Regions from separate parts of the Mus musculus genome. Here all the other regions are linked to region 1. Evidence: chromatin contacts called from public Hi-C and promoter capture Hi-C data. All regions are on one chromosome and are shown on one strand. The core of a region is the stretch at or near the end of the contact, and the rest is flanking DNA. Distances in the headings are between cores, read along the strand shown. Region 1 holds the start of Tomm40 (translocase of outer mitochondrial membrane 40). Region 2 holds the start of Shkbp1 (Sh3kbp1 binding protein 1). Region 3 holds the start of Rab4b (RAB4B, member RAS oncogene family). Region 4 holds the start of B9d2 (B9 protein domain 2). Region 5 holds the start of Coq8b (coenzyme Q8B).

What was found. Promoter capture Hi-C pulls out the DNA fragments that hold promoters and counts their contacts. A called contact is a pair of places that touch in the nucleus more often than the background predicts.
Region 2: a contact with region 1 is called in a promoter capture Hi-C map of frontonasal cranial neural crest. The contact joins the promoter of Shkbp1 here to the promoter of Tomm40 in region 1. A contact is called at or near these places in 5 of 39 promoter capture datasets (cranial neural crest, frontonasal cranial neural crest, maxillary cranial neural crest and 2 more).
Region 3: a promoter capture Hi-C map of second pharyngeal arch cranial neural crest shows a contact between it and region 1. The contact joins the promoter of Rab4b here to the promoter of Tomm40 in region 1. A contact is called at or near these places in 5 of 39 promoter capture datasets (cranial neural crest, frontonasal cranial neural crest, hippocampal neurons and 2 more) and 1 of 484 Hi-C or Micro-C datasets (B cells).
Region 4: a promoter capture Hi-C map of cranial neural crest shows a contact between it and region 1. The contact joins the promoter of B9d2 here to the promoter of Tomm40 in region 1. A contact is called at or near these places in 2 of 39 promoter capture datasets (cranial neural crest and second pharyngeal arch cranial neural crest) and 1 of 484 Hi-C or Micro-C datasets (CD4 T cells).
Region 5: a Hi-C map of B cells shows a contact between it and region 1, with 5 read pairs. The contact joins the promoter of Coq8b here to the promoter of Tomm40 in region 1. A contact is called at or near these places in 2 of 39 promoter capture datasets (cranial neural crest and frontonasal cranial neural crest) and 1 of 484 Hi-C or Micro-C datasets (B cells).

What each region holds. Positions count from the first base shown.
Region 1 is chr7:19,711,712-19,717,418 of GRCm38.p6, forward strand. It overlaps Tomm40 (translocase of outer mitochondrial membrane 40), which reads right to left and starts at 3,718. Exons shown (of 10, transcript NM_016871.2): 1 at 3,647-3,718; 2 at 3,270-3,548; 3 at 2,582-2,649; 4 at 1,958-2,050. The coding sequence starts at 3,543. Nectin2 (nectin cell adhesion molecule 2) reads right to left here. Exons shown (of 9, transcript NM_008990.3): 9 at 4,933-5,707. It overlaps Gm38955 (a long non-coding RNA gene), which reads left to right and starts at 3,753. Exons shown (of 2, transcript XR_881874.2): 1 at 3,753-4,278.
Region 2 is chr7:27,352,410-27,357,542 of GRCm38.p6, forward strand. It overlaps Shkbp1 (Sh3kbp1 binding protein 1), which reads right to left and starts at 3,599. Exons shown (of 18, transcript NM_138676.2): 1 at 3,462-3,599; 2 at 3,164-3,217; 3 at 2,992-3,037; 4 at 2,805-2,878; 5 at 2,317-2,375; 6 at 1,963-2,043; 7 at 186-347. The coding sequence starts at 3,547. It overlaps Sptbn4 (spectrin beta, non-erythrocytic 4), which reads right to left. Exons shown (of 36, transcript NM_032610.2): 36 at 3,974-5,041. The coding sequence ends at 4,883.
Region 3 is chr7:27,174,883-27,180,571 of GRCm38.p6, forward strand. It overlaps Rab4b (RAB4B, member RAS oncogene family), which reads right to left and starts at 4,001. Exons shown (of 8, transcript NM_029391.2): 1 at 3,845-4,001; 2 at 1,276-1,356; 3 at 897-1,011. The coding sequence starts at 3,860. It overlaps Mia (melanoma inhibitory activity), which reads right to left. Exons shown (of 4, transcript NM_019394.3): 3 at 5,287-5,397; 4 at 4,859-4,952. The coding sequence ends at 4,929. It overlaps Mir3101 (microRNA 3101), which reads right to left and starts at 1,211; the gene lies at 1,124-1,211.
Region 4 is chr7:25,679,311-25,685,005 of GRCm38.p6, forward strand. It overlaps B9d2 (B9 protein domain 2), which reads left to right and starts at 1,470. Exons shown (of 4, transcript NM_001362154.1): 1 at 1,470-1,668; 2 at 2,073-2,164; 3 at 3,981-4,106. The coding sequence starts at 2,077. It also overlaps a transcript of Tmem91 not described here.
Region 5 is chr7:27,230,727-27,236,193 of GRCm38.p6, forward strand. It overlaps Coq8b (coenzyme Q8B), which reads left to right and starts at 2,287. Exons shown (of 15, transcript NM_133770.2): 1 at 2,287-2,447; 2 at 2,739-2,846; 3 at 2,976-3,095; 4 at 3,215-3,281. The coding sequence starts at 2,742.

The sequences.
Region 1 (5,707 bases), core at 2,468-4,967:
TCGTCATTCTAGAAAGTGACCCTAAGCTGGAGGTGGCTCCTTTCCCCAAGTGACTGCACTCTGTATCACCCGACTAGCTGCACCAGCTAGTCCCCACAGCAGCTCTGTCATGGCAGGTGCCCGTGACTCCTGAGTCTGGGTTACAGGTCTGCACCACCAGCCTGCACTTTGGTTTGCATGTTTATTTATTCATGGAAGTCGGTCTTGCTATGTGGGTTGAATGCCTCATCCTCTGGCACAGCTTTCCCCAGGGCTAGGATGATAGGCATGTGTGAGGACAGTCAGCTGGGTTTGGGCAGGCTCTGCTTCCTGGTTGACAACATAACCTCCATGGTGCCTGTTCCTGCCGCTGTCTTCCCTGCCACAACAGCATCCTTTCTGTGGCCGTTTGCTTCCCACACTTCATCTCCACGCTGTGTAACAGCCTAGCTTCGACTCTTAGATACCAACCTGCTCCACTCTTCAGAACACGCCTCAAGGGGCCAACGAGATGGCGCAGTAGGAAGGGTAAAGGCACTTGTCTCCAAGCCTGAACAGCAGTTCAAGCCCCAGTGCACACAAGGTGGAAGGAAAGTTGTCCTTTGTCCTCCACAGGCCTCCTCACCACACAAACAAATGCAATTCCAAGTGCAGCTCAGGCCTTCCCTACCTCGAAACACTAGAGCCCTAAGACACACAGACGGGCAATGCCAAGTAGGCCCCCTGCCACTCTAGTGCAGTGCCCGGGGAGGCTTTCATTCCTTGATCTGCTTGCTAGTGGAGGTGGAAGACTGTAGAGAGGGGGCTGGAGAGATGGCTCAGTGGCTAAGAGCACTGACTGCTCTTCCGAAGGTCCTGAGTTTAAATCCCAAGCAACCACATGGTGGCTCACAACCATCCGTAATGAGATCTGATGCCCCCTTCTGGTGAGTCTGAAGACAGCTACAGTGTACTTACTATAAGACTGTAGAGAGATTTAAAAACAAAAAAGTAGTAGGCATGGTGGCACACATTTTAATCCCTATACTTGGGAGACAGACGGGAGGGCAAGACCTGAGTTGGATTCCAGCCTGGTTTACACAGAGTCCAGGAAGGGCTTGAGTTGGTATAAACTAGGTAAGAGCACTCCTACATGCAAGCATGAGAACCCATGTTCAAACCCCTGCCACATGTATTGCATGGTCTAAGTATCATGCCTGTCACTCTACCCCTGTAGAGATGGTGGGTCCTGTAAGCTTGCTTGGCAGCCTGTCTAAGCCTAAACAGTGAGCTTTTGGATCAGATGTCCCACTCTGGCTTTTGCAAGACACCCGCACACATGCTACTACACAGGAATGCACACATGCTTACTCCACACAAAAAAACCTGCTAAGGACGTATCAGTCAGTGAGAATGCTTGTCTAGTATGTCCAGGTTTGAGTTCCAGCACCAGATAAAACCAAGAATGAGGACTTAGGCCTGCAATGGCAGCACTTAGGGGAGGCAAAGGCAGGAGAACTGACAGGTTAAGATCATCCTCTGCCACAGGTCAGTATCTCCAAACACAAACAAAACCCCACAGGGAGCACGAGGAGAGCTGTAGCTCAGACCTCTACCTCCCGCTCCCACCAGCTCCACACCCCTTCTCTCCATCCCGAGGAACATACCTGAAGCACCCATCTGACCCATCTCCCTCGCCAAATTTCTGTGGCTCTCTAGCACCCCCTAGAGAACACCCAAGAAAAAATCTTGACATTCCAGGTGCTCTATCTGGTTCAAGCATCCAGGTCATCACTAAGTTGTCCCCAAACCCAGCCCCTCACCCCCAGGATGAGATAAAGAACAGTATGTTAGGGATATTACTGCAGGAAGGAATCACCCATGTCCCAACACCTTGGCTGCTCACTTGCTCACCTCCTTCCCTTCATAGCCCCCTTGAGTCTGTCACCTGGCCACTGGATTTCCTTAACAGATGTTAGAATGACTGAAGAAATCTTACCTCTGTGGGACTCAGCTGCTTCGTCCCCACGTATGTGACCCCAAAGTGGTAGTTGGACTCCCCAATTGTGCCGAGGGCTACTGTGTGGGTCACCTGGGAGAAAAGAGTAGGTGGTGGGGGTCTTGGCGATAGCTGGGGGATGCAAACTAGAGATGTGGAGATGGGGAGTGAACACCGGGTGTCAGGCCACGACTAGCAGCATCAATGCCCAGGGATCCAACAAAACACCAGGCCTGACCTGACGAGATTAAAGGTTTCTAGTGAGAAAGTGGTGCTGGGGTGGGCGCCACACTCACCGTTTCCACTCCTACTTGACTTTGTAGGGTAAGAATTATGGATTCCTAAACCCTAACTCCCCCAGGCCCCAAGTAGTCACCCTGGAATTCTTGAGTCTTCCTGTTAGTTTGTCTTTTATGTTTTGATATAGGGTCTTTTGATGCATGCTGGTCTGGTCTTGGGAGTACGATCTTCCCACCTCTGCCCTGGCCAGTGGTGCCATTGGAGTGCTATCTGAATCTTGCTACCTACCAAAAACCCCAAGCCTTTAAGAGTGAGGGGATCTGTATGCATGGAGGAGTATCGCTGTTGTGACCTCTGGAGGGTCAAGGCACCAGAAAGGCTCACCTGGAAACGGTTGCTCAACCCTTTGTTGACTGTAAGTTTGACACCTTCCATCTGAACTGGAAACAGCTCTGCAGAAGAGAGATGCTGTCATACCCCAGATTCTTCTCCCATCCCAAGCTCTCTTCACAAACTCTTATCTCACTAATTCCACCACTAGAGGAACCTTGGCCCTTTGCACATTTTAAACCCAGTGCAGTCACCTCAACTTAGGAAATTCACTCTCCTGCCTAACTTCTCATGCTTACAGTTCTCACCACACAGAACTGTCCTCAGTATTTAGTAAGTTAACACACTTAACTATCGAGAGTAAGAATGTCCTCCCTCTTATGATCAAATTGTCAAAAGATCCTAGGCTAGGATCCTTGGGTCGAACCCCTCACAGGAACATTGGGGAAAACCTCTTGACACCGTGACCTTGGACTATAATTCCCTTCCTGATCACACTCCTGAATCTTGGTGGGGTTGGTCCCCTGGCTCTCAGTACCCTAAGACTTCTCCCTCCTGCTGTGGCATTCTTCCCCAACGAGTTCATCATCTGATCGCAGTTTCGAGCCCCAAGTTCAAGGTCCCACCCTTCCAATCCATCATCAGCTTCCAACGTTCTGTTTAATGATTGCAACGATGTGCGCCAATCCTCCGGGGGGTCCCTTCCCTTTCCCTGGGGCTACTCGGGCCTGGCGCCCCTCACCCTTGCACTTCCGGTGGCACTCCTCGAACGTCCCCGGGTTGGGCAGGCATCCGCAGCTCCCATCTTCCGAGGCCGCCGCAGCGCCGCTGGCCGCAGCCCCGGGAGTCCGTTCCGAACCACGGCCAGTGCTTGACCCAGTGCCCAGGCCGCCGCCGAGCGGCGGCAGAGTGAAGCCTGGCGGCGAAGGAGGCGGCGGCGGGAGCCCCACGAGGGACGGCGTAGGAGGCGGCGGTGGCCCTGCGGGCGGAGAGCTGGCAGCCAACACGTTCCCCATGGTATCTGCGAGGGGAAAGGTCAGAGGGCAGGGATCGGGGCGACACGCACACCCCCGGATGCAACCCCAGGCCCTTCCCACCCAAAGCGGACTCGGCTCTCACTGGCGGCCGCGGCGGCTCCTCTTCCCGGCCTGGGCTCCGCTCCTACCCCGTGCGCTAAGCGCAACCGAACCCGCTGCCGCCGCCGCCACCGCTGTTTTCCCGCCCCATGGATTCTATTGGTTCGGTGTCCTCCGAGATCCGCCCACCGCCCTAGAAGAAAGACATTCTATTGGAGAATTAGCAGGAAGTTCCACCCTTCTGTTGAAGCCCTACTCCTATTGGTTCCTAGTCGAAATCAGTCAGTGCAGCTTCCTCTACCTTCCTATTGGCTCGTGTATCCCAAGTTCATTGGTTCGCGACGCCGCGGGGCTGGAGCTAGTTCGCTATTTGTCGATAGCACACGCATTGACACGCCTACCTGCTCATTGCCCCGCCCTCCTTTTGGAGGCGCGGAGACCCGCCCCAGAAAATGCCTTGACTATTGGTGGACCTTGGCTCAACTCACATTCTAATTGGCTACAGTATGTCTAATGGGCCGGCCATGGTGACGTGCGTGCTAGGTCTCTCATTGGCCAATGCGCCAGGGTCAGGGGACATCAGTAGAGGTGCGTTGCGCTGCAGACGCTGCTAGGCAGCAAGGTCAGGTCTCGCGTCCCGACAGGCACCGCGGTGGAGAGGCAGGGTCCCCGACGGTAAAGCCGGAAGTGCTGCCCCTTCCCACAGTGCCTCGGGAAGGTTTCAAACCAGTTCTGGGATAACCTGCCGGCCTCTGCCTACCCACAATGCCGCTTTCTCCCTTAACGCCGCAGCTGCCTTGACCCCCCCACCCCCTTTTATTTTTTTACCCATCATGCCGTCTGCTCCTTGCGTCACTGTAGCTTCTATCTTTGGCCCATTCATTCCTTTCCCATTACCCAGCATTCATTCCCCCATTCATTGAGCTTCAATCCCTTGGCTCGGTTTAGCTCGTGTCTGCCTGTTCACGTTTCCCATCCTTCCGGCCTTTCTCTAATGAACTATCTTGGAATCTTTTACCTTCTGGCGACTACCCACTACGCCTACAGCCCTCGTTTCTTACTTTGCTTCTGGCTCATTCGTTTAGCTCCATTACCCATCACGCCTTGGGGGCTTCATTGAAAATAGTATTTGCCTCATGATCTTAGACACTTCTTGCATGCCTACCGTTTTTTCTTTTGGTTGATGCGGTTTTGCTTATGACTCATTAATTTCTGGGGCATTTTTTTTTGACTTTTTGGGGAGGGAGGGGAGTCCATTCTCTGTTGACTTACAGATCACGGATGCCTTTCAAGCTTCAGGCCTCATTGTACCCCACTCACTTCACATCTCACAGAAAACACAAGACTTTATCAAAGTAGAAACTCATATTATGTAGGAAATGCTTACAAAATAAAATTCCCAACCCAGATGCCCAGATTCTCCATCACACACACATACACACACCATCCCCTAAAGAGGGATATGTAGTTCTCATCTCACTGGGTAGGGGTTAAAAGAATTCAGTAGTCCTCAGGATAAGAGCAGAGTCTCCCAAACTTGGGGTGGCAAGGCACACTTGCATTAGGTTCTCCCCTCTAGCATTGGACCTGGAATTCATGCTCTGGAGACAGGAACCTGGGTGCTGAGGAGAGGGTGTGAGAAACCTGAGATTCCTGCCTGCAGGAGTAGGTGGAGATGGGGAGGTCCTACCTTACATTGGGGAATCCTCTCCTTTTCACCTTTGGGGAGCAGGGTGGGGAGGGATCAGGTGAGCTTCTGCTGCCTGGAGGGCTCAGGTCTGAGCAACAGGGAGCCCCTGATCCCGTTCTTGCATATCTGTTGGACTCTATTGCCTGAGGACAAGTGCAAGGTCCGATTCCTTTGGGACTTTAAGGGTTCTTGAGATACTGAGTGGCATGGTCAAAGGGTCGTAGTCTTAGGAGTCCTTGGGGGGGGGGGGGGGGTCACAGGTGGTGCAGAAGGATATGGTGAGCTCCCTGCCAAGGGAGATAAAAATCTCCAGGTTTCCAGTTGTGCAGGTTTGCCTGCCTCAGACATCATAGATTGGACGTCATGGTGGAGTCACTAAGAAGTCACAGGTGGATTGCAATGGGTGATAGTTGT
Region 2 (5,133 bases), core at 2,349-4,848, 7.6 Mb after region 1:
TTCTAGCACTAGGGAGGTTGAGGCAGGAGGACTGGATTGCTTTGAGCTCCAGGATAGCCTGGACCAGAGTAAGATCCTGTCTCCAACAGCAACAACAACATCATCAACAACAACAACAAAAGTAAAAGAAGGCTAGGGATATACAGAGGCAGAACGCACGCACTAAGCTCAAGTCCCAAGCTTACCTGATGGGGATGGAGGTGCTCTCTCATCTAACATTCGGCCCAGCAGCCCTGCATTACCCAAGTTGGGGGGCATCGTGTTGCTCCGTCGAACAGGGGCTGGGCGTCCCCCTATTTGCTGGGGCCCCACCAGGCTGTGCCGGTTTCGCCGCTTCACTGGGAACACTATAGTGAGGGGAAGTGTCGGGCACCACAATTAAAATCGTGGCGGACAGTCTATGAACACTTAAACCATGAGAGGCATGGATTCCCTGTGTGGGGCACAGTGTCCTGGGGCAGGTGCTCTGTGTGCCGGGATTCAGCATTCAATGACCCGGAAACCCGTCACAGGGAAAGACCTGGTTTGGTGCTGCTATGATATTGGTGCCTTTTCAGTGTTTGCTAACTTGGCCAGGCCTTGCAGGCAGGTCTGAAATCCCAGCCATTTGGAAATCTGGAAGTGGAAGATTGCAAGTTCAAGGCTAGGCCCTGTCTCAGTAATAATAAAATAATAATAACGATGATGAAGCAGAGGGCTGGCAAGTGTCTTAGTGGGTGAAGGTGCTTGCCACCAAGACTGGCAATCCTGACTTTGATCCTGAGACATGTGCGGTAGAAGGAGAGAATCAATTTCTGCAAGTTGTCCTCTGATCTCCATTCATGCACCCTCCCACCACGTGCCCAATAAATAAATACTTCTGCCGGGTGGTGGTAGCACACAACTTTCATCCCAGCACTTGGGAGGCAGAGGCAGGTGGGTCTCTGAGTTCGAGGCCAGCCTGAGCTACAGAGCAAGTTCTAGGGCAGCCAGGGCTGCACAGAGAAACCTGGTCTTGAGAAACCAATACATACATACATACATACATACATACATACATACATAAATGTAATAACATTTTTAAAAATAAAGACAGCTGGACCATGAACATGTTCCTTGCTGTTACTGGGGAAAAGCTGTGGGCATGGTTCAGAAGTAGAGCACCTGCCTAAAATTCACCTGTCAGGCTTGGGAGAGGAGGGGGGTGGAGGTGGGGGGCGGGGGGAGGGCAGTCTCATGCTACAGCACCTGCCCAGCATGTACAAAACCCTGGGCGCAAACTCTAGAACTATAACAAATAAAGAATAAAATAGAAATATAGTTGTAGGAGCTACAGACATGGCTTGCTGGGTAAAGCACTTGCTATATAGGCATAAGAAAACTACGTTTTGGACTCCCCCACCCCCAGACAGTAGAAAGGTGTGTGCTCAGACTTTGTTGACAAGCCAGCCTAGCCAATCAGTGAACTCCAGGTTTGCTGGGACCATGCCTCAAAAGATAATGTGGATGGCTGAGTGTGGTGGTGTATACCTTTAATCTTAAAGGCTTAGACAGAGGAAGGAGGATCCCTATGAGTTCAAGGCCAGCCTGGTCTATATAGTGAGTTCCAGGACAACCAGGGCTATGAGAGAGACTCCGTATCATAGAACCTCCACCCTCAAAAAGTAGCATCCAATGAAGCTAGCATGATAAAGTTTAAATTTATTTATTTATTTATTTTTCTGAAGAATGGGGTGAAACTTAAGAAAACTCAGACTACAACTCCCATCAAGCTCCCGTGCATGCTTCTGAACTCTAAAGAGAACTGGCTGTTGCACAGCTTCAAGGAAAAATGCTGCTTCCTATTTCCTTTCCAAGCATCTGATAAAGAACTACAACTCCCAGTGCACCTCAGGGCTCCAAACACCTAAGGGTTGAAGCTTTATGGGAAATGTAGTCTTTAAGCCAATCTCCCTCTCCCTAGCATCAATTGGGAGTGCTCACCTGGAGGAGGTAGATAACCATTGAAGAGGACATTTCCGCAGGAAGATCGATCCAACTCTTCCCTCACCTGCAGGCGACGAACTGCAAGGGAAGGACTCAAAACTTCATCTTGAGGGAAACTAAAGCAGACCCTTGTCCCCTTCCTCATCTGTCTTTCCACGTAACTATCCCCTCCCCCGCAACCCCGACCCCTTCAGAGCCAGACCCAAATCCGGTGCTCTTAGCTCTAACCCAACAGTCTTTTTGACTGGGAGAGTCAAAGAGGAGAGGCATTCTGCTCAGGAAATAACTGAGGGTGCTGACTGGGGGCGGGGTTGGGGTGGGGGTGGGGCACGGCACGGGACTCTCACTTACCCAGTGGAGTGAGTCCGTAGAATTGGGCTTCATGGAGGAGGCTGGAACCATGGACACCCCTGGGTAATAGGGGAGATTTGGGTGTAAAAATCTAGGGCATAGGCATGAACAGCACATTGCAAGGAGAAAGGTATTGAAACTGCCCAGAGACTACCGAAGCCTGGCTAGTTTCAACCGGCGTAAAATTCTAGGGAGGTTGAGGGTGGGGTACACCTGCCAATCCAAGACATGGGAGATAAAGACTGGCCTGATCTGGATGGAGTTCTAGACAGCCAGGGCTACAGAGCAAGGCCTTATCTCAAGCCAACAAACAAATACATACTTTCTTTAAAATCTAGATAACAAGGATGAAGAATGGTGCAAATGTGTGGGCATATTTTAATGGAAGGAATATAACATGATCAATAATTCTAATAGAATGGAACACATTTACTTTTCGAGGAGAGATTTTATACAGTGGCAGAATTCACCCATTTACCCATACCAACCTGGGATCTAACTCTTTGGTCCGCAGGAAATTAAGGATGGGGGCAAAGACGGTGGGGTCCCGGTCGATGAAGATCTGCATGGTGGGGTGGGGATGGAGGTGGGGGTCATGGAAAAGACCTGGAATAAGTAGGAGCTCCTGTCCCCCATCCCACCCGGAGTCCCGTTTTTTGATCTAGCCCTACTCACAGCTCCGGTCTCATCTTTCAGGGTTGAGATGCGTCCGCTCAAAAGACTACAGGAAGGGGAAACCGAGGAGGAGACATGGGCCGAGTTGCAGAGGTGAGTATTGTAGAAATGGGTCTCCCCACACCCTCTTCTTTCATTCCCTCCTACCCTCGCCCCAGACTCTCCTAATCACCTGGAAAAGAAGGAGTCTGGGATCCAGGTAAGCGTCTGGCGAGAGGTACTGAACCTGGGCGATGGGGTAAGGAGAGGAAAGAGAAGAAGAGGTGAGGACGCTGCCTCCTCCACTGAGATTCATGCATTCTCCTTTGGCATTTCTTTCTTTCTTTCTTTCTTTTTTATTCAAGCGCCAAGCCTCCAGCTTGAGGCGGAGCAATTCTTGATGGACAGGGACTACCACCCCCACCCCCAGAAGAGGCGGGCATCCCGCCTCGGTCCCGTAGGATGGGGCCTCGAGGATCTCCCACACTCACCGCTTGCCCCCTACGTTCAGATGAATCACTTCCCCGGGTGCTCCCCGACTCGGGACCCCCTCCACTGCAGTCGTCGCGACGGCCATAGCCCCACCCCCCCGCAAGCCGGCCGGCTCGCACCCACTTCCGGGTGTGCATAGACCCCGCCTCTTCCTCTTGCTCATTGGCCTAGAGACTCCAGGATCCACCGGCGATTGGACAGAGAGCTCGCTCAACGCAATTACGGTCTCTGACTCTTTAAAGAGGGCCGGTCTTTCCTGGTTTCGACGGGGCGCACTTGGGGATCCTTTGGAGTGATTTAGTAACTCCCCCCCCCCTTTTCTAGGTTCCCTTATTTTGGTATAATACATAACGAATGTAGGCGATTCGTTGAGGAGTACGTGCGCAGATCTTGAAATGAGCCTATACCAAGGCTTAGGTATTTGTAGAGTCTAGGAGACTGCCTTCTCGACCTCGTCCCCACACCGGCCCACCCTCCAATCCTGTCTCGGATACACGAACAAACCAGCGAAGACTGTCAAAGCCAAAGGGTTTATTATAGGTACATACAGTGTGCGCCTGCCACACCGCCCCGCACCCCCTGCCTTGGCAGCGTCTCCAAGCAGCCACGGGGGTTGCCTGTAACCCTGATTCCCTCCGTCCCAGGGAGGTGCTCCAGCCAGAAGCATGCAGGGGGAGGGCTTTCCCACCCCCTCCCCCTCGGGAAGTGGCATTTACAGCTAGAATCGGGGAGGAGAGAGGAAGACAGTTTTGAACTTTGACTCCCCTCCTATTAAAAGCCTTCGCGGATGCGGGGCGGGGGGAAGGAGGGGGGGTCTACGTTTTTGCAAAAATAAACTAAGTCAGGAATTAACCGCATGGCTCTGAGATGGCGGAGTACAGGGGCTAAGGGCCCCTGTCCTCCCTCTTCCCAGACAGATCAAGGCAGCATTGGAAGTGAGGTAAAGGCAGGGAGGGAGTGTGTCCCCTCCCCACCCCCTAGCACCCTGGATGGTCCAGGGGACCTCACCAGCGCCCCCGTTGTCCATCCTTAGGGCGGAGAGGAGGCCAACAAATCACCACCTCCTAGATCCCTCGCCACTCCAGCTTCTTGGGGCAGGATCTGACGATTGGGCAGGGAGCTTGGCTCAACTGGCTCCCTGCCCGGCCCCACCAAGCTCAGTTATTGCATAAAAAGAATGGAGCCCCAGCACCTGGGGTGGGGTTGGCGAGCGGGAAGGGACCGAGATATGGCTATAGGGACAGCAATCCCCTACCACCACCTCTTGGAGTGCAGAAGTCCCTTCTATTTCAGGCCCACAGTGGCACATCCGCAGTCATTCCGGCCCTTGCGGATGAGAAGTTGTCTTTGTGTCCACAGTGCAGAGAGGAGGGGCAAGGAGACTTGTCAGACTCCAAGGTGGGGGAAAGGGTACCTGGAATCACTTCCGGCGCCCGCTGGCCCTACGCTCCCCGCCCTCACGCTTGGGGTTGCCCTCATCTGTGGATGATGTGGTAGGTAGTGTCTGACCCCATCGGGCGATCTCGGCGTGTTCTGCCACGGAGTTAGCCACAGCCTCCAGCCAGCCGTTCATCTCCTCCTGACGGAAGACGCAGGACAAGTCCATATTTGGAAGAGGAACTCAACCACACCGCCCTCCCTAGCTTCACTTTCCTGTTAGCAGGATAATGC
Region 3 (5,689 bases), core at 2,751-5,250, 7.5 Mb after region 1:
GGCCCATTCCCTAGAGCCTGACCTCCATCTTCTTGAGATACAGTTTCTCGGCCTCAGAGTCTTTCTCAATTAGTATTATTCAGGTTGGCTTTTTGAGAGTCTCACTCTATAGTCCAAGCTGGCCTCAGGTTCCCTGCCTCCGCCACCATACCCGTAGGTTCTTGGGATTGGAGCCAAGGGCCTGGCACATGTTAGGTAAGTGCTCTACACAGAGCTACACCCTGACCCTTCATTTTAGTTTAATTCAAGGTCATGCTATCTCACCCAGGCTGACTCCCATCCAACATATCCTAGGCAAGCTGGCACGTTGTTTCTTTTATGTAGGTGGGTGTCCGTGTTCCATCGCGCATTGTGAAGGTCAGAGGACTCTTACAGCAATTGCTTCTCTCCTTTCACCACATGGGTTCAGGAGCTCAAACTTAGGTCCTCGGGATGGCAGTGCTCACTTTGGCCTTCCCTCTTTCATTCATTCACTCAGGGAGCATTTTCTGATTATCTCCCATCTGCCTGTCCTGACCAAGTGCTATACAACCTCTACTTGTCCCTCCCTGATGTCTGAGGCAGGCCAACTCCCTTTGTCACCAATCTTGAGGGATGCGTACAGTTACTGTGAATGTAGGCCTTGTCACATGCCTGTCTTCTCCTTCACCCTCTCTCTGTCTCTGGGTTCTCCATACCTCACATAATCTCAATCTACACATAACTTAATTAAAAGCTGCTGATATGCTGAGACTAGATTCTCCAGGAGCTGAATATGCCCACCCCCTCCCCTGCCCCACCCCCCATCTGCCTGCCCTGCTCAGCATCTCTTTGCTCTTACTTCATCATTACCTTCTTACTACACACCTTTCTTCCCCTTCCTCCCTCTCCCCTCCTTGGGAACCCAGGCTACCTACCGAAACCGCTCCTGGCCAGCAGTGTCCCAAATCTGTAGTTTCACAGTCTTCCCCCCAACGTTGACCACCCTGGATCCAAACTCCACGCCGATAGTGTGGTTGGAGTCCTGTTTGACTGAGAGTAGGAGGGAAACGGGGTGGGGGGGCAGTGCAGGGGCTCCTGGAATCCCCCCCATCCTGCAGACCTCTTCCTCCTTTTCTGTACCCCAATTCTCACTGCTGGGTTGGCAGAGAACTTAGCAAAGACCATCCACCAAAGCTAGAGGCAAGCCTATAGTACTAGCTTTAGTCAATGGTACCTGCTACCTACCCCACCTGCTGCCCCACTGACCCACACCATGACCACATCCGCAGTTCCAGGGTCCTGCCAGAAACTCACACTTATTCTCAATAAACTGGTGGAGAAGACATGATTTGCCAGTTCCAGCACTGCCAATCACCAGGAATTTGAAGAGGAAGTCTGAGCAGATGGTGCCGAAGATATCCAGAGGGAGAGAAAGACAAAGGGAATAAGAGAAGAAACAGAAAGTCAGAAGGAAAAGTATACACAAAAGTATAAATACAAAAAAGTATACTTTTGGGCTGGTGAGATGGCTCAGCAAGTAAGAGCACTAACTGTTCTTCCAGAGGTCCTGAGTTCAAATCCCAGCAACCACATGGTGGCTCACAACCATCTGTAATGAGATCTGATGCCCTCTTCTGGTGTGTCTGAAGACAGCTAGAGTGTACTTATGTATAATAATAAAAAAGTATACTTTTACACAAAAGTATAAATACAGCATGCATTTAAAAAAAGAAAAGAAAGAAAGAAAAGAAAACAGGAAAACTTAAAAAAAGAAAAAAATCCAGAAGTCTGCAGGGCTGTTGATAGAACTTGGGAAATCCTGCATGCTAGCCAACCTAGCCCAAGATGATTTTTTTTTTTTTTTTTTTTTTTTTTTTGAGACAGGGTTTCTCTGTATAGCCCTGGCTGTCCTGGAACTCACTTTGTAGACTAGGCTGGCCTGAAACTCAAAGATTCCCCTGCCTCTTCTGCCCTCCTGGGCGCTGGGATTAAAGGTGTGCACCACTACTGGGCTCAAGAGGACTCTTTTTTCTTTTTTCATTATTATTACTGATATTCGAAACAAAGCTTCACTATGTATTCCAGACTAACCTCGCTGTCCTCAAACTCCAAGCACTCCTCCTACCTCAGCCTCTAAAAGACTGTGCTGCCATCCTCTACTTTCTTCCTTCCTTCCTGTCTGTCTGTCTGTCTGTCTGTCTTTTTCCTACTCAGGGACTCACTATCTGGTCTTGAACTGCAATCCTGCTGCCCCAGCCTACCCACTGCTGTCTGTCTGTCTGTCTGTCTTTTTCCTACTCAGGGACTCACTATCTGGTCTTGAACTGCAATCCTGCTGCCCCAGCCTACCCACTGCTGGAAGTGCCAGCACACTGCACTTTTCTTTCTTTCTCTTTTTCTTATTTTAAGAGTATTACTTTGGCCAGGCAGTGGTGGCGCACGCCTTTAATCCCAGCACTTGGGAGGCAGAGGCAGGTGGATTTCTGAGTTCGAGGTCAGCCTGGTCTACAGAGTGAATTCCAAGACAGCCAGGACTGCACAGAGAAACCCTGTCTTAAAAAAAAAAAGAAAGAAAGAAAGAAAGAAAAGAAAAAGAGTATTACTCTGTAGTCCAGGCTGACCTCTAACTTGAAGCAGTCTTCCTGCCTCGGTTTCCCAAATGAGAGGGTTATAGCACACAAAATTATTTTTATATAGTGTTTACCATATACATGCCCATCACAGTCCTAAAGACTCATTTAATCATAAATAAAGCTCTAAAGATAAAATTATACAGCTCAAGAGATGGCTCAGCAGTTGAGAGCAATGACTGCTCTTCCAGAGGTCCTGAATTCAATTCCCAGCAACCTCATGGTGGCTTACAACCATCTATAATGGGATCCAATGCCCTCTTCTGGTGGCTCTGAATACGGCTACAATGTACTCATATACATTAAATAAATATTTAAAAAGGAAAGAAGGAAGTATACTAAGGACTTCTACTTTCCAGACTAGGAAAATGAGGCCAGAGAGGTTAACTGACGAAAGCAAGACTACACAGCTAGGCACAGCTAAGCTACAAACCCAAACTAAAGGTCTCCACAATGCAAGACCTTACCTGATGCATTTCAAAAGCCATTTCAACAAGAATTAAATCTGACCTCCATTCCTCTTCACTTCACCTCCTACCCCCTCTCACTCATTCACTCTGTCAAGGCCTCTGACGTTGGGCCTATGTCCTAAACTGGTTACCTCCTCTGGTAAGTGTGCACCAGATTCTGTGGCTTTTCTATGAGTGTTCAATGAATGGAGCTGTCTCTGATTGTCGTCAGAGATTTCTACTGCCTTCCAACCTACCTCTACCCACCTGACACTGTACATCCATACTGATTGCCTAACTCTGAACCTTGTCTCCCCATCCTCTGTCCAGAACCCCTGGCCTCTATCCTTAAACTTATGCCGCATTTCTTGACGCTAAGTTTCAAATCTATAACTCAAGAACATCACTCCAGCCCTCTCAAACCAGATCAGCCCACAGAGTGTGCAGGGTGCACAGCATCTGTGAGGCTCTCTCTGTAGTCCATAAAACCTGACCCTTGCTGGTCACCGTCAGCCCCGCCCTATCCACTCATGCTCCGCCCAGGAAGGCTTGCTTCCCTCTTCAAGGCCTACCCCCTACCCTAATCTACCAAGACTAGGTCCCTTAAATCCCGCCCTAGATCTTTTTAACCCGTACAGCGGCCTCTTCAAGCTCCACCCAAATCGATTAGCTCAGCCCCAGACCCACTTAGCCCTGCCCCGTATCCGGGCAGACCCCGCCCACCTGACCAGAAAGCCCCGCCCCACTTCCACATCCACATCCACTACGGGCCCAGCCCCCCCTGCTTCGGCCCATCAGCCTCACCGTAGGTCTCGGCCATGGCTCAGTGGCGACCGCTGAGGGCCGCAATATGGCGCCGCAGCCGCGCCTGTTCCTCGGCTGGCAGCCGCTCCACTCGGGCTGCAGCCTCAGCTCCTTTCCACTTCTGGACCCGGCGCCGCCACTTCCGCCTTCACCGCCCCCCCCCCTCCCGCGCGAGCCTCCGGAGCTGCGGATACCAGGCCACGCTCGCCCAACGCAGTGATTGGTGGATTCAGGAGGCAGTGGGCGGGATAAGCGGCGCGGATTGGTGGCATGAGAGGGGCCGAGTCAAAAGGGGCGTGACATAGAAGAGCGATTGGTGGAGCAAGTGGGAGAGGGCGGAGGCAGAGATGCTGCCCTAGCGGTGGAACGGATTTGGTCAAATATCGGGGAGCAGAGACTAGACTCCGTATTGGTTATACGTAGGCACGGGGCGGGGACAAGAATGCCAAGAAGGAGCAAGGGCAGGATGGACAGAGTTGGAAGAATGGATCTCAGGCTGCTGAGTGTAATTTCTAACCCCATAGACCGGAAAGAGGAAAGCTGAGGACACGCGCACATTTATCCCTATCTACAAGAAAAACCTCTGTTGGTCGGGCTCTGGGGTCGCGCATGCTTTCAACCCCAGTACTCAGGAAGCAGAGGCAGATGTATCGCTGAGTTCAAGGCCAACCTGGTCTACATAGTGAGTTTCAGAACAGTCAGGGCCTACATAGAGAAACCCTCAAAACAAAGACAAAACAAAAAAACTGTACGTTCTATGCGCTTCTCGGGATCTATTGGCTCATACCAATGATTCAACTCCCTTTAAAAGAGAGGAAAGCGTACATATATTGTACTGTTTACCCCCTTGCTTGGGGGTCCCAAACCTTACCTTGGAGCAAAGGGCTTGCAAAGTGAAATTCTGCCTAGTAGCCACTGACGTTACAACATTCAGGGCATTAATTGGCTATATTCAGAAACCCGTGAAACATTCTTTGCACATACCCACCCAACCCCAAAAACCAAAGAGACAAATAGTTTGCCATTGGCTGCTGTATTTGCATAGAGCCGGAAGGGTAACTGCAGGGATAGCGGTAGGCTGAGCTCACTGGCAGTAGAAATCCCATTGCTGAAAAAGAGTAGATAGAAAACCAACCAGTGATGACATTGCAATGCGCCTAGTGGTTCTAACAAAGTTATAGCTGCAAGGACTAGGTTTGATCACCCAGAAATGAACACATTAGCTTCCAGTACTGCACCCTCTGCCATTTCCCAATTAGAGATCACTCAGCACTGGGCAGGGCCTGTAAACTCAGCAGCCCTCAGGAGGCTGAAACTGGAGGCTAGTGATTTTGAGGCCAGCTTGGGTACATACCAACAACAAAAATAATTACTTCTCATAAACAGGTAAGCAAATAAAGGAACTATCATCCTACTCCCACCTCCACCCCCAAGACACTCACATCGGTCTTCATATCAATTTTGCCAGGTTTCAGAGTCAGGTCCTCCCGGACAATGCTACTGGGGAAATAGCCCAGGCGGGCTGCCAGGTCTCCATAGTAACCTCCCTGAACCTGGAGAAGAAGTTAAAAGTCCATCTGGGGAAACGGCACTTATGCTTGCTGAACGCCTGTGTACAATCTTCCCTCTTACTTGAATCTCAGCTTAAATGCCATTTGCTCATGGATAGAATGTTGCCACTACAACTAATCCTCACAATGTCATGTTTGCTGCCACTTTTGATGGCTTGCTGGTTGCCTGCCTCTACCCCTTTGTTCACTGTTGTATCCCGGGTATGAAAAAGAGCTTTGGCGCTAAGCTTCTCTGTAATTTCTAAAGAAAAAAAAAAAAAATGCAATAAGTAAT
Region 4 (5,695 bases), core at 220-2,719, 6.0 Mb after region 1:
TGGCAAGAGCATAGTGTGCTCTCGCATAGGTCTCAAGTTCCATTCTTACCGTGTGTCCTGGGTGGTCACTACTGCCTGCAATGCACTCTCCAGAACGCCAGATACTCTCCTGTAGCCTTGGCAGGCACTGCATGCACCTGGTGCTCAGATATACGTGAAAAACACCAGTGCAAACAACAGATGTTTAAAAAGCAAGCACACAAAAACAGTGGTGTTAGTGTTGGTAACACATATCCTGAAAATTGGAAGGAAAAAAAAGTGGATAGCTTCTAGGGACAACCTTGGAGGTTGGTGAGCTAGCTTCTGGCCTCTACATATGCACCATACAAACAACCACCCATACACCTGAACACACCACACACACACACACACACACACACACACACACACACACACCACACAGACGAGCTATCTTCTGGCCTCTACATATGCACCATACAAACAACCACCCATACACCTGAACACACCACACACACACACACACACACACACACGACTTAAGTTCTTGTTTTAGTTTTAGTTTGTTTGTTTAAGGGGGATTGGCCTGGAACTCACTTAATAGCCCAGGCTGGCTTTAAATTTGCAGCATTCCTCCTGCCTCAGTCTCTCATGAGCCACAATACTCATCATAAAATTTTTAAAATTTGTTTCCGACTTGGGAAAAAAATATATATATATAAAGGAGAGAGGCTTTCTTCCCTGACTTCCTGCCAAAGGGGCTTCTTCCTTCCTTTTGTAGGATTTATTTTTATTATTTGTGTATGCCACCTGTGCGCGGGGCAGGGGTTGAGGGTGGGAAGTGTCCTCTGGGACGCCAGAAGAGGGCAGAGTTGGAGCTGGAGTTACAGAATGCTGGGAACCGAACTCCAGTTCTCTGGAAGTGAGGCAAGCGCTCTTGTTGCACCATCTCTCCAGCCCCGTCTTCCTCATTTATCTTTACTCCAACCTGTTTGTTCAAAACCAGCTGCTAGAATGAACTTTGCAGTGACTCTGAGAAAGAACTTGGACTTCTCAGTCCTTGAGAAATCTGAGGAAGCTCTGAAAACTGAAGAGAAACCCACTTCCCAATTTCTCTAGTGTCAGAATATGGAGGTCCTTTTTTCCCCTCCAGCTACAACATAGAGATGACTACTATGGGAGTCCCTTTAGGTGCCCGTTTAGTGTCGGCTGGCTCCATTCTGGCTGTGATCCTGAACAGGAAAGGTGTTTTGTTTTGAGGAAGCAAAGAGCATCAATAGATTTGCTTATTGCGTGAAGAAGATATGGAGAGGAAACAGTTGGCGTTCTAACTTCCTCAACTGCTGATAGAGATAACCCGCCAGGCCTCCCACTCTGGGGCGTAAGGCGTCGCAGGAGCAAGACCTATGCAATTCTCGCAAAAAAGTCCCGAATGACCGCGTCCATCACGACTACGCCCCGCCCCCCAGAGGGCAGCTATAGCACCAATCATCAGCACGCAGGGCGGGCTCAGGGGAGGAACCTGCTGTTGCCCCAGCAACAGTCGGGGCACCCCAGGAGAGCGAGGCTGCGGATCTATCTACCTCAGATCTCCCTCCGCCTGGAAGGGCCCGGGAGGGGAGCGAGACTAGTCTCGACGGCGCCCGCAAAGAAGCCCGTGAACTACCATCCCCGAGGCAGCTTTCACTTCTAACGGTCAAGTACGCGGAGGTAGGAATGACGCATGCGCTACGCCTACGGGCAAGGGTAAAGCGGCCCTACACCCGAGACGAGACGCATGCGCCTTTTGAAGCTTGGCTGATCTGCCGCGAAGGGGCGGGGCCTTGCACATGTGGGCGGGGCCACAACCCTGGGGCGGGGCTTTCTAAGCGTCTGAGCCTTGGTTTATTTATTGGTGCAGGTTCCCACACCTCTGGGAGACTTCCCCATTTTTCTTGGGCTTTTCTGGGGACGTGGCTTGTATCTGTGATGAAGGCCACATTGTCAGTGGGTTGGTGGAACTAGCTTAGAATCACAGTGCTGTTCTTTATGTGATAGGCTTCAGTTTTCCCAGCTGTCAGATGGAAATAATACAGTTACCTCACAGGGTTGTGATTGAATTTTTCCTTTCCTAGAGCCATGGCTGAAGTGCACGTGATCGGGCAGATCATAGGGGCCACCGGTTTCTCGGAAAGCAGCCTCTTTTGCAAGTGGGGCATCCACACAGGTATCCTCCTCACACCTTGTTCATCTCCCAAACAATACCCAGCTCCCTCCCCTAGCCTAAGTCTCCATGTTCCTTCCTCGATTCTCCAATGAACTCATACTGTTTGCTTCTCTTTATCCTTGTCTTTCATGTTATCTCACCATCGGAAAACATAGCCCCTAAGCATATGGGGCTGTGACATAGAAAACACGCGCGCACACACACACACACACACACACACACACACACACACTTCCTGTCCTCAGGCCAGTAGACAAACTAGGTGTGCTTATGCATATCTGTAATTCCAGCACCTAGGAAGCCTTCTATTACAAGTTTGGGGCCCTGTCTCAAAGAAAAGAGCACAAAATATATACAAGATTATTGTAAGTTCTAGGGAAAAAAAGAAAGTGATGTGCTGGGGGCTGATTTGGGATGTGGAGGTCTGAGATCAGAGAAAGCCTTTCTGTGCAAGTGGCACTTGAATTGGGGGGCAGGAGGAAAACAGCCGGAAATGGGCACCCAGTAGCAGACGTTTCAGGGCAAAAGGAACAGCCGCTGCCAAGGCCTTGAGGCAAGGGAACAGGATGGGACCAGTGAGGCTTGAGGGTGGGGAGCGGCAGTGGCAGATGAGTGACAGGATCCAGGTCACACATGGGCCTTCGTGGCAACAGTGAGGAGTCTGAAAGCTTCGTGTGTGTGTGTGTGTGTGTGTGTGTGTGTGTGTGTGTGTGTGTGTGTGTTGGGAGGGGGCAGTTAGAATCCCAGAGAGCAGATAAGGTGAAGGCATTGCCCAGAGCGTTTAGCAGAGCATCTGGGGTGTAGTGCTCAGTATGTGGGCACTGCTTCTCCTTGCTCCTCACTGGGGTTGTGATGTGCTCGCAGATGGTGCCCAGTCTCTTCTTGGTCTTTGACGGAGGCTTCTGAATGTGGGGTGCATAGAGGAAGGAAAATGCTGGGGATCTCGTCACCCGGGGAGCGTAGGTCATCCTTAGCTACGACAGAGGTTTGAGGCTAGCCTTGGCTATATGAGACCTTGTCTTAAGAAAGGAGGCTCTCTGTTGGTGCTGAGAGTGCAGCTCATCAGCAGAGCATAGAGCGTGTGCCTCTGGATCACATCGCCAGCTGCAGTCATGAGGATTAACAAGTGAATAATATTTTAAAAATTCATAGTTCATCCTTGCTATGTGAGTCCTCTCATAACTTGTGAGATTGTGTTTTTTGTCGCTTGTTTTATAGACAGGGAAACAGAGAGAAGCTACTCTGCCAGGGTTGCATCAACTTGGGCTGGGGAGTGTAGACTGTTGCTAGAGAGCTCTTGCATATGTACTGCTCTAGGTTCCATCCCTAACACTGCAAAATACAGAACACATATATGAATCGTGCCAGGATTTCTACACGGGATTCTCTGTGTAGCCCTGGCAGCCCTGGGAACTCCTTCTGTAGACCAGGCTGGCTTTGAAGTCACAGAGATCAGCCTGCCTCTGCCTCCCCAGGGCTAAGACCAACTGTGTGCACCACCACTGCCTGGCTTTATTCTCTCTCACGTGCTCTTCAACCCCTCCAATTTTTCTTTAGAGACTGAGACCCACATTGTAGCCCATGCTGACCTGACACTCATCAGGCAGCCCAAGAAAGCCCCAAACAAACTCCCAAGTGCTGAGATTTCAGATGTACACTGCCAGTGCCAAGATCTGGATCCAGACACTTGGCTCTAGAGTCTACACTGTGTAACTCCCACTCCCAGATACCAGAGGGAACAAACTCATTGCCACGGCAGGTCCCCTTCTTGAAGGTTGCTATCCCCCAAACCCTGATGTCCTGGTTCTCATTACAGGGGCCGCATGGAAGCTCCTCTCAGGTGTACGAGAAGGCCAGACACAGGTAGACACACCCCAGATAGGGGACATGGCTTACTGGTCCCACCCCATTGACCTGCACTTCGCTACTAAAGGTCTCCAAGGTGGGTACAGGATGACAGGATGGGGAGGGGCAGTCAAACTAAGAGGAGCTGGGCTTGGAACACCATGGCTGTCTGCTCCCTGTACTTTGTGGGTCCCTTTTCTGGTACAGCCTCCCCTAGAGCAGTGCATTTGAGGCCTCACCCGAGCTATTCAGAACCCTAGGCCTGTGGAATGTGCCGGAGGTTGGGGTAGAGAAGATATCAGGAAGTGGGGGTCAAGTGGGAGGGGCCTTTGACTAACGGCCACTGAGGAGGCTGCATAGGGTAAAGAGAGATAGATAGGGAGGAGAGGGACAGGAAATGGGCCAGTTGCCGTTGCTCACACAGGCAGAGGTTCTGCTCAAAGGGGAAGTGAGTCTTCGAGGGAGGAGGAGGGTATCATGTCAGTGCAGCTTTTCTGGTTAAAACACAGCAGATTCTGGGAATGAGGACTGTTGACTGAGCCTACGTCTGTCCAGCTTGAGCAGGGACATCCCCAACTAAGAAGGACCCTCCAAGCCCTGTCATCAAGGGTTCCATTATAGGTAGAAGATAGACCTGTTTCCAAATGTGGCCAGCACAGAGGCCCTGGAAACACAGAAGTCATCTCTGATTGGTCCCATGGCCTTATAGGGCAGAGCAGTTAGAGTTCTGCTGTAAAGGGCCAAGAGAAGCTAACTAGGCCCAAGGACAAAGACAGAGGGTGGAGTCAGAGAGCTGGAGCCAGGTAGAAATGGGGAGGTGTGTCCTGGGTATTCGCTGTCTGTGGGTGAGAAGGACAGTGGGGGATGAGGCGGCAGGGACAGAATGTAAGGCCTCGCCTGCAAAGGCACTAAGACTGATTCTCGAAGGCTCTGGGGAGCCCAAGAAGAAATGGATGGATCAGATTCTCCTTCTGAACAATTGTACTAGTTTGTGAGGGTGATACGTTGGAAGTTTTCCTCAGTCCTGGCCTTAGCTGTCTTCCTCCCTGTTTGCTTCCTTCTTAGTCTCTCAGCTCACCAACAAACCCTGGCGGCTCTGAAACCCACTTTTGTTTCTCACCCCATCCCACCCAGCCTTCTCTGTCCATCTTCTCTTTCCGGGACCATTTTTTGTTTTTTGTTTTGTTTTGTTTTGTTTTGTTTTTCAAGACAGGGTTTCTCTGTATAGCCCTGGCTGTCCTGGAACTCACTCTATAGACCAGGCTGGCCTCAAACTCAGAAATCTGCCTGCCTCTGCCTCCCAAGTGCTGGGATAAAAGGCGTGTGCCACCACGCCCAGCCTTCTGGGACCATTCTTTCTTTCTGTCTTCACTGTGCTCTCAGGGTTGGATACTGGACTGGACCCTGGGAGGACCTAAATACAGCATGTTCTTCCTCTGTATGGAACCTGCCTGCAGGCCTCCTATCGCTCAAGAGAAAAGCCGGAGCCTTCTCTGGCGTCACAGGCCTATGGAATCTGGCTGTCACCTCTGTCCTTTGTTCCCCACGACTCCCCGTTCTAGCCTCATTGGCCCCACCAGGCTAGCTCCTACTTCGGAACTTTTGCACTGACTGGATCTGTCATTCCCCTAGGTGCCTAGAGAGCCCACTTCTTTAAGCATTTATGTTGCATCCTGGTTGGCTTGT
Region 5 (5,467 bases), core at 1,037-3,536, 7.5 Mb after region 1:
TTGTAGACCAGGCTGGCCTCAAACTCAGAAATCCGCCTGCCTCTGCCTCCCGAGTGCTGGGATTAAAGGCGTGCGCCACCATGCCTGGCAGGGTCTTAGATTTTTAAATAAATAAATGAAGATGATTTCATGTCTAGAGGACTTATGTTCTAGGCTCTGACACTAGATCATTACCTCAAGGTTGGTTGGTTCTTTAATTACTTATGTGTACATGTGTGCCTGTGCAGGTGCATTCAGGTGCCTTTGGCGACCAGCAGGGGGCATCAGATCTGGAGTTGAGCTTACAGGTAATTGAAGCTACCTGGACACTAGGAACTGAACTCGGATCCTTTGGAAGAAAAGCAAGCATTCTTAACTGCTGAGCCCCAACTCCAGCACCTTGGGGGTTTGTGTGTGTGTGTGTGTGTGTGTGTGTGTGTGTGTGTGTGTGTGTGTGTGTGTGTGTGATAGACTTTCCCTGTATTCTTGGCTGTCCTGGAACTCACAGAGATCCTCCTGCCTCTGTCTCCTGAGTGCTGGGATTAAAGGCCTGTGCCATCACCACCTGATACCTCTTGTTTTCTAATGCCGAGGCTCACACATGCTGTATCACTGACATATACCTGCAGCTCCATGCTTTCCTCTTATTTATTTTGAGGTAGGGTCTCAAGTAGCCCAGTCTAGCCTCAAAACCAAGGATAGCCTTAAATTCTTGCTTTCCCCGCCTCTTTCTTCCAAATGCAGGGATTATAGACATGCACCACCATGGCTGCCTTCATGATCCCAGTGTACCAGGGAGAGCTTTGAGTTCAAGTTCTACCCTTTCCTTGCCCTTGTTTATGTCATCTGCAATGAACTCAGATACATGGAGTTTGTGGTGCGAGGCCACTGTGAGCAGTGGCCCTGTGGGATTATCCACTGAGGTGATTTTTCAGCCTGTCCCTTATGGCAAGCAGCCTGCAGCTCCTGAGTCAGACCCTCACCTTTGGAAGAGGACTGGAGGTGCTTTCAATCTTGAAATTGAGTCACCCATTGGAGGGACATTGGGCACAGGCCCAAGGTTTCAGGATGAGTCATCTCTTCATAGGCTAATAAGAAGTCAGATACGGGAACCCACCTCAGACATCATACAAGTTAGAGAACATGAGGTCCAGAGAAGGAGGAGGGCTCTTCTGAGGTCACACAGTAAAGGGACAGACTTTCCCAACAAAGGGGGTGGGGCTAGACAGCGACAGTAGGGTGCCGTGAGGAACACATCTCTTCAATTGTGGGAAAGATGTCCCAGCCACCAGCTGTTTCTATTCCAGACAGCAAGAGGAGTGAGTCAATTTTCTCTCATGCCAAGGCTCCTGACTCAGCGCTGGGAATCTTGACTGAGTGTGTTCTGGGAAATGTCAGGCCTTAAGGAAGCAGGGTTCCCACTGAGGGCCATCTCCTAAGTAGGCAGAGTGGAGAGTAGACTGCAGGAGGGAACACCGGCACAGTATGCCGCCAAGGGGAGTCATGGTGAAGGCAGAGAAGAGTTCCTAAGCAAGGCAGTGGATTTATATGTGCCAGGAAGGAGGCTGGGTGCCAGGACGTGGGTGTTGGTACAAAGTGGAGAGGCTCCATGTGCAAGGGAAATGTTTGCTTGGAAGAATATGTGTTTAAAGATTTCTGGGGTTGGGGCTGGCGAGATGGCTCAGCGGGTAAGAGCACTGACTGCTCTTCCAGAGGTCCTGAGTTCAATTCCCAGCATCCACATGGTGGCTCGCAACCATCTGTAATGGGATCTGATGCCCTTTTCTGGGGTGTCTGAAGACAGCTACACTGTACTTACATATAATAAATAAATAAATCTTAAAAAAAAAAAGATTTCTAGGGTTGTGGCTCAGTGGTCAAGAATCGTCCCTGGAATGCACAAGGCCCTGGATTCGTGCATCCGTGGTGGCAGGGGTTGGGGGAGGATGTCCAAATACATAGGATAGATTTTGAGCTTGGCAGGCGGAAATGTAAGTGGATATAATGGTTCAGACCTGCAATTTCAGCAGGTGGGAAGTGGACGCAAGAAGAGAGAGACAGAGAGAGAGACAGAGAGACAGAGACAAAGAGGGACAGAGAGGGACAAAGGAGGGTAGAAGAATTCTGTCAAGAAGGACCATTGGTCAGTACAATGAGCTCACGTGCGCACCGACTAACACAGAAGACCCACAGAGCCTTAGCCTAGGTTCCACCCCTTGCCACGCCTCCTCAGCGGGGTGAGTTTTTGCAAACGTCGGCGAGCTGCTGTGCTACCATTGGCTAGCTGATCAAAGGGGGCGGGTGTGCGGACGTTCCCGGAAGCTTAAGAGGCCCAGCGGGTGCTAGACCTGGAGCCTAAACCTGGTGGACTGGGTGCTTAGCAACGGGGGAGGTGCCCCGTAACGGGGTCGTAACGGGGTGTCTAGGCAGGGGGCAGCACAGGAATTGTGAATGCTTAACAGCCCAGGGTAAGGCGATGCCTAGCAACGAAAGGGGCGCTGAGAAGTAGAGAGTTGTCCTGGCGGCTCTGTGGACGTCTAGCAACGGGAGAGAACCTTAGCAACAGCGAGGAGTTTTGTGGGGATTGGGGAGGCGCTTATGGAAAACTTGAGTTCTTAGCAACGTGGGCGGGCTGGGGGGGGGGGGGTAACTAGAAGAAACCTGGAAATAAAAGGGGAAAAGATATGGGGGTTAGGGGGGCTTTTCCAACAAGAGCGCAAAGCAGGAGGCCCAGTACTGTAATCCTTATTATTTCTTAGGCAATGTGGCTGGAGCTAGGTGCCATGCTGCGCAGGACCTGTGGACCGCTGGGCAGGGCTGTTCGTCTGCCCTGTGGGGGGGCCCTAGGACCTAGGCCCCACTGGTGGGTAAGAGGCTGAGGAGGGGGCCTCCAAGGAAAAGAGGTTGAGGGAAGGGGGGTGGGGAGTAGGTAAAATGATGTAGATGGGTCTAAAAAGGATTAGACCTTCATTCTTTTAAAATCCACTTCTCTGCAGGGGCCATGTAGGAGTTGCTTGGCCCAAAGTGTTCATCAAGACCAGCCTGGAAGAGGCCTCAGTGAAGATGACATTCGCAGGGCACGGGAGGCCCGGCTCAGGAAGGCACCCCGGCCCCAGGTATCATTGCTTCCTCTTCCCCCTCCCCCATGATAGTCTGAGGAAAGTGGCAGCAAGTCTGCAGGGCTTTTCTGCCATCTTGTCCACCTTCCCTACCTCACACCTCTCCTCTTTCTCAGCTGAGTGATCGCTCTCGTGAACGCAAGGTGCCTGCCTCCCGCATCAGTCGCTTGGCCAGCTTTGGGGGTAGGTGTGACCTCGATCAGAGAGAACATTTACAGGTGAAGCAAGGGAAAGGGTGAATCAAAGACAGGGTTAGGAGGGAGAGAGAGACAAGGAAAAACAGAACGTAGACCTTACTGTTTATTGAGAACCTGATGTGAGCAAGGTCTTGTAGGCTAGGCCTGTGTTTATTTCTTCTATTGATGGAGGAGTGGGGGCTGAGAGGTGAGGTGGCAGGACTTTAGGTTCCGCAGCAAGATTGTTCAGACATGTATGAAACAAAAAGTAATGTGTTGCAACCAACCCTCCAAAAAGGAAAGGAGGTGGCCAGGACACCCACCTGGAATTTCAGCAGTTGGGATGTAGGTAGGAGGGAACAGGATGATCAAGGGTTCAAGGTCATTCCTGGCAACATAGAGAGTTTGAGGCCGCCTGTACTACATGAGACCCTGTTTAAAGGAGAGAAAGGTAAAGAAGGGAGAGAGAAAGAGGGAAAGGGCCATTGTAATCCCTGTTCTTGAGAAGCTAACACCGAGAGATTGAAAAGCCAAGCCTGGGAGTGCATGGCTGGAGGCTCAGCTGCCTGCTCGGTTACTACTGTAGGACTGCTTGCACTCACAAATTCAAGACCAGCCTGGCATCACAGACCTTGTCTAGGGAAGAAGGAAAAAGAGAGAGAGGAAAGAAAGAAAATAGCATATAAGAAAATATAATGGGCAGTGGTGGCACACGCCTTTAATCCCAGCACTTGGGAGGCAGAGGCAGGCAGATTTCTGAGTTCGAGGCCAGCCTGGTCTACAAAGTGAGTTCCAGGACAGCCAGGGCTACACGGAGAAACCGTGTCTCGAACACCCACCCCCACTCCCCAAAATATAAATGTTGAATATGGATACATACGTGTTTTTGCTTGTTTGTTTTGTTTTGTTTTTCTAGACAGGGTTTCTCAGTATAGTCCTGGCTGTCCTGGAACTCACTTTGTGCTGGGATTAAAAATAAATAAAATACAAATAAAAAATAAATAATTTTTTTTTTTCGAGACAGGGTTTCTCTGTATAGTCTTGGCTGTCGTGGAACTCACTTTGTAGACCAGGCTGGCCTTGAACTCAGAAATCCGCCTCCCTCTGCCTCCCGGAGTGCTGGGATCAAAGGCATGCGCGCACCATGCCCGGCTCATACGTGTTTATACACATATGATTTGTTTGTTTTTGAAGCAGAGTCTTACCATGCAGCCCTAGCTGGTCTGCAGCTAGGCCGGCCTGGAACTCAGAGATCTGCCTGCCTCTGTCTCCCGAGTGCTGGGATTAAAGGCCTGCACCACTGCACACTCCTAACACTCCCCAGCACAAACATGCTTTTTGTGATGATATCTCCTGTAACCTGGCCTGGCCTCAAAGCCCCAATCCCGACTCCTCCTTCCAAGTGTTTGGATCAGTGTTCATACAGTTGGTGGTTGGTGTGGCCACTCCTGAACCAACAGTGTTAATGCGTTTCGTTCTCACCCCCCCCCCCCTGTGAAACCTGTTTGACAGGAAAGCTCACATCTTGCAGAAAGGGAAACTGAGGCTCAGAGAAGTTAAGTAAACTGCCCTATCATAATATCTGAACTATGGCAACAGATTTTTTTTTCTGTCAGCTTATAAAGGGAAAAAAAACCAAAAAACAAAACCAAAATGAGTTCATATGCAAGTGCAGGAAGTACAGCCCAGTGGTCAGCTCTGACTATATTTTACACATGACAGTTCATGTTGACCTTTGATTTGATGGGTCTTATGTAAAACTTTGTGGAATTTCTTAAAATTAGCAAACCTCACACAGAACAAAACAGGGTGTGTGGTCAGCACATCCTTGCTCAGAGCCAAGTCTGTGTCAATGACTGGCAGGCATGTTACAGCAACACTATGAAATAGCTGGCAAGAATGGGACAGAATGGCTGCAGCTATGCTGGAGAGGGGAGGTCAGACCATAACGAACACGTGAGACACACTGGCAGTCATACAGGAGCACACTGCATACTTGGCAAATGCCAGCTGCATGCTAGAGATGGTGACAGTGAAAGAGTCAAGGTCTGGAATGGTGGCACAGGCCTTTGATCCCAGCACTTGGGCAGAAGCAGGCAGATCTCTGTGAGTTCTAGGCCAACCTGGTCTACATAGCCAGTTTTAAGCCAGCCAGGGCTATACATGAGAGCTTGTCTCCAAAAAGTATATAAG